Linked DNA regions of Zea mays: region 2 is linked to region 1. A link is a contact called in public Hi-C data. All regions are on one chromosome and are shown on one strand. The core of a region is the stretch at or near the end of the contact, and the rest is flanking DNA. Distances in the headings are between cores, read along the strand shown.

Region 1 (3,809 bases), core at 366-2,865:
GTTTTTTATACTATCATCCAATGCGAAATACTATTAAATTAGACTCTTGTTACACAGAGTAAGAAGTAAATGTGATGTTTATGCTCGTAGATGCAAAATTTATAAAAAAATGGCACTATATTACAGTTACACTCATTTTTCTACATCACTGTTTTTATTTGTTAGTTGGGTTTCTTTATGTTTTATGCATTTTCATGGTTCAGACATTCCTTCACCTCTTTTACGTATGCAACTACGTTATTTATTTTATGTGTTACATTTTTTATACAACCAACATGAGTTAATTGCAGTTAATATACTGCTATAAAGGTTGCTACTTAGAATGATCCTTTTAGTTGTGCATTTTAGATGCATAATGTATGATATATATACACTATGCTCCGGCCACAAAATATTTTTCTCCCATCCACCCCATTGTTGATGGAATACTCAACAATCAATACCGGAGTCAGGCCTGGTGCTCGGCAAAAGTAAAGCCGTCAGCTATAGACGGGCGCTAATGGACCTTTTGCCGAGCATCTAGGTTCGCCGAGAGTTGGGCACTCAGCAGACTTTTCTTTGCCGAGTGTTTCCCTGTACCGAGTGTCCTACTCTTGGTAAACGTGGCCGTTACCGAGAGTAGGACTTTGCCGAGTGCCACACTCGGCAAAGACTGCTTTGCCGAGTGACCAAAAGCACTCGGCAAAGCGCCTAACATTCGGCAAAGAGCCATATTTCGGTAGTGAATGCATATATACAATATATATTCTCTGGCTACAATATTTTGTTTTATTTATATCCATTCATTCGATGCTTTCATACATGTTTTTTGGTTAAGCTTTTATATTTGTTTCTTAACAATGATCGTTTTGGTATTCAAAATACATGTATATGAAGTCTGTTGACTAGTCACCGATCAGTCCGGAACATATTACAATTGAATCAAGTCAGGAGGGTATCAACGTTGATATACCATGGACTAGATAGCAGATTGGTCGTCCAACGTCTTTAGGTATTCACATAGGCACCAAGCGATCTGCACGTAAAACACTAGACGACACGTCAAAGGCAAATGACGACAACAACTTCATGCCTCCTCAAAAGAACAAGTGTCGCGTCACCTTTGCTGACTTGCCACAACCCGCACCAATTCCCCCAAGAGCAAGGCCCAAGTCACACATTCCTCTAAGACGGTCTCTTTCTCTAAGACGGTCTCTTTCGTGACCCAACCTACGCAAAAAGTAGACAGTGGCGTGGCTGATGATAAAAAACCGTGGGTGTCAAAAAAGCAGAAACACGAACTCATATGGCAAACACATCCAAGTTTGTTCAAATATTTTTTAGCACAACTTAGCAGTAATTTATGGTTTATTGTTTCTCATAGCGAATTTCAACAATATCCAAAATATATATTTTAATTATGCAATTTTTGTTATAGTTTCAGTCGTTTCGTTATAGTCTTAGGGTGTGTTTGGTTCAACTCTTTGAATCTGCTTCTGCTTTGCTGAACCAAAGTGGTTCAGCTTTTCTGCAGCTACATTAAAAAGTAACTTTCTGTAGTACAAATTTGAAAGCAGCCTGGACCCTGTCAGAACGTGGGGCACAACGACACACGGTGGTTTGTTGGGGTGTGCGGATTGATCGGGTGTGGCGGGTAGCACGCTCGATTGAAGCGCGAGGCATGCTGTGGCTGATCGGGAGCAGACGATTAGCGCGTCAAGTTGGATTGGTCCAGGCGTTCGGTTCATCATTATAGGTGATGAATAACTCTACCCTATAGGTTATTCATCATATAGGTGATGGACCAGATAGTAATTTACATAATTAGTATATGAACGTTTTAATTTGGACTTGTATTAATTAAGATTTTTTTTTCACTTTGGTTTGGCATGACTAGATAATAATAATAATAAAAAGTTTACACAAATTATTCCCTTCTCGATGGCATGTCTACTTTTAGGGGCAATTATTTTTCTATTGTTTTAATATTGTTACTCTTAATAAGGATATCGAAGAGTAATAACTTTTCATTATTTCCTAGTATTTGGCGTTATCTCTAGTAGTAATTAATTGTATCTATATATACTATTGTCTAATATAACTAACCCGGGAGAAGGAGGGAGAGCAATGAACAAGAAACTCGTCCAAACAGAAGAACAAGTGCTTGTCGTCTTTCCATAGCACTTCGTCCCCAACCACACACAATAATAATTATGCTTGCCGAGAAGGTTGCTAGTGTTCTGTCGTTGGCATTTTTCATGGCCATGGCCATGGTCATTGTGTTCTCGTCTTGTACCGCGGCAGGTAATTAACACACATGCATGTATACGTACTCGTTTGTAGGTTGCAGCAGGTTAACAGAAGAATGGAGTATACATACATATATGGTCGTTTATATGTGTTTTTGGGTGATTGACAGACTAGTGCCAAGATATCGGGACGATGTGCTTACCAGAGTTCTGCCTCGCGAAGAACTACACCAACAATAACTTCTTCCAGACGTACTGCTTGCCGCCGGATATTAACAAGTACCTGCTCTGCTGCTGCCGGTCGCCGGGAGCAGATGGAGCATGAGCGGCGGCGACACACGTATGAAAGCATCACTGATTCAAGAACCAAAAAAAAAACCCCGGATACGGAGCAGGTACAAATTAAAGTTCTCTCGACCGTGGAAACTTACGAAATTGTTGGATGAGATTTTTTTTAAAATAAAATCTTTTACATAACTCCTAAAGATTCTTTACGGTCGAGTAGTATTTTCTAGCGAATTGGGCCTTGGGCTTCTCGACTTTCTTCCTGGGCTGAGTCACTGTTGCCATTCTCCCACGGCGTCGTTCGGGGTCAGGAAAGCATGTATCCCGATAACAAAACAAAAGGCCCACCCAACGCAAAGTGGGCTGAGAGCGTCTTTGGTTCCAACCTAGAAAACAACAAAGATAAAAACTATATATCGAGGTGAGACTATTTCATTTTTATCATAGTTTCAGACCACCTTAGACGTGTCATCTAGTTAACGGGACGGTATGCATGAAATTTCCACTAAGAACGACCTAAGTTGATTTACAACAGTAAAAAAACACATCATAAATATGGTGTGGCTGCAAGCACGTGTGGCTACATATGGCTGGGCCTCGGAGCCAAACACGCCGTAGTATTTTATTTATCTGATTATAGTGTTTTTTTATCTGATTACAGCCGTATCAAAACTAACTTTTCTCTAATACTTTATAGCACATTTTTATGTATCGTGTGTCGTATGTCACATGTGAAACACGTAGATCTGTTCCACTCCTTTGTTTCTTGTCTAAGACTATCACTAGCAGCCTCCATATTCAACCCTTTATCACACTCCCTATTTCAAACTACACTATGTAAACAGTGTAGTAAACAGTGTCAAACAATGTTTTGCACACTCATATCCACGTTTCGCTGGCGTTGGCTCTTATACCACAGATAAACAATGAGAAACCACCCAATACCAACAGATGGACAATGTTCCCAATAGGATGTTACACTACATATGACAATGAGAAACCAGCCAAGACCAACACGACAGGAAGCCACAAGCAACGCAACGCTCGCACATAGTACCACCTGTTAGAAATATGCCCTAAAGATTATCATAGAGATGAGTATATTTCTTTGTATCCGTGATATATATATTGCTTAATTGAATATCCATGAAAGACACCCTATATTGATTAGCAATTATATGAATTGTTTGTGAGATTCTTTACTTGTATGGTTATTCTAAAAGGTGTCTCTGCTCAGAATGATGACTAGCACATTTATTCGTTGATGACTATGTTTCACAAGTCATGGGCACAGAG
Region 2 (3,934 bases), core at 396-2,895, 130 kb before region 1:
TGACGATGCCAGAAGGAAATGCATTATAAATGTCAATACATGTTGGGTGCCACGAGCAAAGAAATCTTGGGCGTTTATGCGATTTTCCAAAAAGTTACCACCTTTTTTTTGTGAATAAGTTACTTGATACATATGCTAGTGTGATGAATTCTTACCAGCCTTTTTTACTTCCACTCTTCCCTTCCTGCCTTTTTTGATAATAAATTTGTGAATCTGCACATTTTACTAGTTTCCTGACATGAAGAGGGAGTAAACTTGTGACCATACTTCCAATATTTTCCTAACCAGATACTATTGTCATATTTAAATTTTGATTCTAATATGAACCATTATAACCTGGCAACTAGCAAGGAAACTAAATCTCTTTAGTGCAGTATCCTTTTACTCCTAATGGAGATAATTAGGTTGCCTTGTATGTGGTTTCTTTGCCCCTCCTTTCTCTCTTTTTTATATAAAGACATACAGCTCTTGTGCTTGTTCGAGAAAAAACGAAACCAAATCTTTTGGCCTAATACTCATTGCCTTGATCTGACCAGTGACGCTTTTAAATTGTGTGCAACATTCTGTATTTTTTGTAACATATAGAGGAAACTCATGGAGTCCCCCTTTAACATTGCATTAGGCTCTTTTTAAATGCTCTGCGCTTCTGCTTACGTGGCACTGAGACACCTCATCTTTATTACGTTCAGGTCGCAGCAGAAAACAATAATCAATTCAATGGCTGTAAATGAGGATGGTGTCTTGGCAACTGGAGGTAATGTACTCTGAAAATCATTGTGTTCAAAATGTAATTGAACATACATGTGGTCTTATCAAGAATAAGTACAATAATATATTGATTGGAAATATTGGAACCATGTGTGCATTTGTTTTGAAAGGTTGAATAAATATAGTCTAGCTTTTTTGGGTTATATATAACTAGGTTGAAGATTATTTGTAGTCAAGCTAAGCTAAATTGTGGAGACCATGTGGATGTGCAGAATGGCGTGTATTCATAAGTTGTCAATATTTGAAACCTGTGCAGGGGATAATGGAAGCCTGTGGTTTTGGGACTGGAAGAGTGGTCATAACTTTCAACAAGATCAGACTATAGTCCAGCCTGGTAAGTTTTCATTTGAATCACGCAGGCACCGATAATAGGAGATAAGCAACTCTGTTTCGAGTCTCCACAATGTTTTTCCTCATATGAGAGGTTCTTGAGAACACCAGTATCAGAAATGCTACTGGTGGCTTAAATCAGCCTAAGGGCTTGTTCGTTTTGCTCTCAATCCATGTGTGCTCTCAATCCATGTGGATTGGGTCGAACAAGTCAACATCTTTTATAATTTTTTCCAATCCATCCAATATATATGGGAATCCAATATATATGGGATAGGAATAACCGAACAAAGCCTAAATGTTATCACACTGAGTCCTTGGTTAATCCATAGCAACTAGCCAAACTATTCCAGAGTTCCATAATCTAGATGTTACCTAGATTATGTTATGTCCGTTGAAAAGTATGCGATTTGAAATGATCATGCTCATTACTGGTATCTCCCATTTTCAGGATCACTGGAGAGTGAGGCATGCATATATGCCCTCTCATATGACGTGAGCGGATCAAGGCTTGTGAGCTGTGAGGCGGATAAGACTATAAAGATGTGGAAAGAGGACTTGACAGCGACGCCAGAGACTCATCCCATCAATTTCAAGCCCCCAAAGGACATCCGAAGATATTGATGCTCAAATCCCACAAGTAGCAAGCTAGTGGATGGTTGGAGCCTCCACAATTGTGTGACCCAAACTCGCTTCTTCCCTGAGCCCAATTGAAATTTTGCTAGGGTTTGCTCTATTGTGTAATCTGATGCATGTACTCCACCAGTCTGATGCCTTGGTCCAACGCTTTGAAACCCTTAGACTGTTTCTTTGTGATCTTTGCGTTCGATTTGATTATATCCTACCTTAGTACCTTGGACTCTTGCACTAATAGGTCTTTAACATGTCTTCTAATATCTTTATTGATGTATTAATCATCTAGATCACTAATTCACCTAAGTCCACTTTGCATCCTTGAAACTATTTCAAAAAACACTAGCAAATAATGTTAGTCCAAGTAGTCATGTTGGTCATCAAACATTATAATCAAACTATAGATATGCCGAGGTCCATCTTCCTTACATTACAAGGAATATGAAAAGGGAGAGGGAAGGGGTAAAGGGGTTACTGAGAGTTGGGCTTAGGTCTGCCAAACAAGCATCCTTTTCCTTCTTATTTTTAAACGTTACATTCTCCCCCTTTTAAAAAGAATTTGTTCCTAAATTTGACAATATAACTCACCATTCTCAAAAGAGTTAGGATACTTGCGTATTTGCTCTTTGAGCTCCCAAGTTGGTTCACACTCTTTCTAGTTGTCCATATAACCTTAACATGTTTGATAGTTCTCTTCATGGCAGGCTCTGAAAAGTCCAATATGCATACTAGATGACATCCAATCAACAATCCGGGTTCTTCGAGTATTGCTTGAAACTAGTTGCTACATGATATATCTTGATTACTGGTATATCATTGAGAAGCATTGTCCACCTAGAAGTTTGAGAGAACAACTACATAAGTTAGATAAATATAGAAAGGTCTTTGAAATGTTAACTGTGCATATGTTGGTTGGAGTTAACCAACATCATATTTACTAGATAATATAAGGATTGTGTGATGCACATGATTTACGTCTAATTGGATAGTATGAAATAGATACGAGATCACATACTAACCTTGTTCGTGAAAGCAGGATAGACATGCACTTCACCAAATATGTGAAGTCCCCCTTTCATGGCACGAAGGCTCCATAGACCCTAGTTAAGGTTGGCGGGCAACGAGGGCTGGATCCACAGCGGAGGTTCCGAGCCCTAAAGGTCGAATATCTCTAGGGCTTCGCTCGTGGTGGTTCCCTCCCCAAGCACGGTCTCAGAAGACCGAGGCAAGATCCTAGGCACAACAAGGGGTCACCATTTCCCCTCAGCACGAAATCAGAAGACGAGTCAACGAAGCGACCTCGAAGACTACAACACGAATGCCTTTGGGACTTGGAACAAGAAGACTACGCGCGGATAACAGAGGCCTAGTGGCCCCTTGGCATGTGAAACAAGCCCACTTGTCAGCCTCACCCGTGGGGTACAACGTTTGTAATTAGGCCTAGACCGACACTATTATGTAATTAACCCATTGTACAATATATTTCGAGAATGGAGTATGTAACCAAGGGCACGAACATACTTTAGGCCTTTAATAACTTGCTTATTCTATAAACCGTTCAGCTCCCGGATGGGACACACTTGACAAGACATTGGGCCGGTTTGGTTCGACTTTTTTCTGAATAGCTTTTCTGAAAAGCTGGCTGTGGTGAAAAGCTGGTGGTTAGAATTTAGGTGTTTGGTTCGCCAGCTGTGGAGAAAAGCTATTGGTTAGAATCTAGGTGTTTGAATACGCAGATTCACAGATTGCAGATTCTGTTTGAACAAACGATACACATAAACACCGAACCAACAAAAGGTCATTACATTATAATTAGTAGAGTTCATTACAACATAACTATCATTACATTCACATATTAAACTACGACACTAATGCATTAGCAATTCCATCTCGAAATGCACTCATGTCTAACTCATCAGATGTGCTACTACTACTCTCACCTACGAGTACATCATGACCAAGGCTATTAGGTCCAAGTTGATCAAAGTCTCTATCGTGTAGAGCACTGTCTCTAATGAAGTTATGCAATGCCATACAAGCAATAATTATCTTCGATTGTGTCTTAAGCGAAAAAGAAGGGAGACTTAGGAGAATTCTCCACTTCATCTTAAGCACCCCAAATGATCGCTCTATAACATTGCGTAGCGAAGAGTGTGCAAAGTTGAATACTTCTTTGCTCCCAATAGGTTGCCTCGCATTTTGC

The links. A called contact is a pair of places that touch in the nucleus more often than the background predicts.
Region 2: a Hi-C map of leaf shows a contact between it and region 1, with 2.6 times the contacts expected there. The contact joins two enhancer-like sites. A contact is called at or near these places in 2 of 25 Hi-C or Micro-C datasets (leaf and tassel).

Annotation. Positions count from the first base shown.
Region 1 is chr1:260,409,192-260,413,000 of Zm-B73-REFERENCE-NAM-5.0, reverse strand. No RefSeq gene overlaps it. Among protein-coding and RNA genes, the nearest start is that of LOC103643723, 43 kb to the right of the region's middle. Within about 2 kb of position 1,615, at least 16 of the 20 cell types and tissues checked have an H3K27ac peak or open chromatin away from gene starts, as enhancers often do. A contact at or near this core is called in leaf, where this site is marked.
Region 2 is chr1:260,542,897-260,546,830 of Zm-B73-REFERENCE-NAM-5.0, reverse strand. LOC100282926 reads left to right here. Exons shown (of 16, transcript NM_001155831.2): 14 at 690-754; 15 at 1,025-1,102; 16 at 1,550-2,055. The coding sequence ends at 1,722. Among protein-coding and RNA genes, the nearest start is that of LOC100282926, 9.9 kb to the left of the region's middle. Within about 2 kb of position 1,645, at least 6 of the 20 cell types and tissues checked have an H3K27ac peak or open chromatin away from gene starts, as enhancers often do. A contact at or near this core is called in leaf, where this site is marked.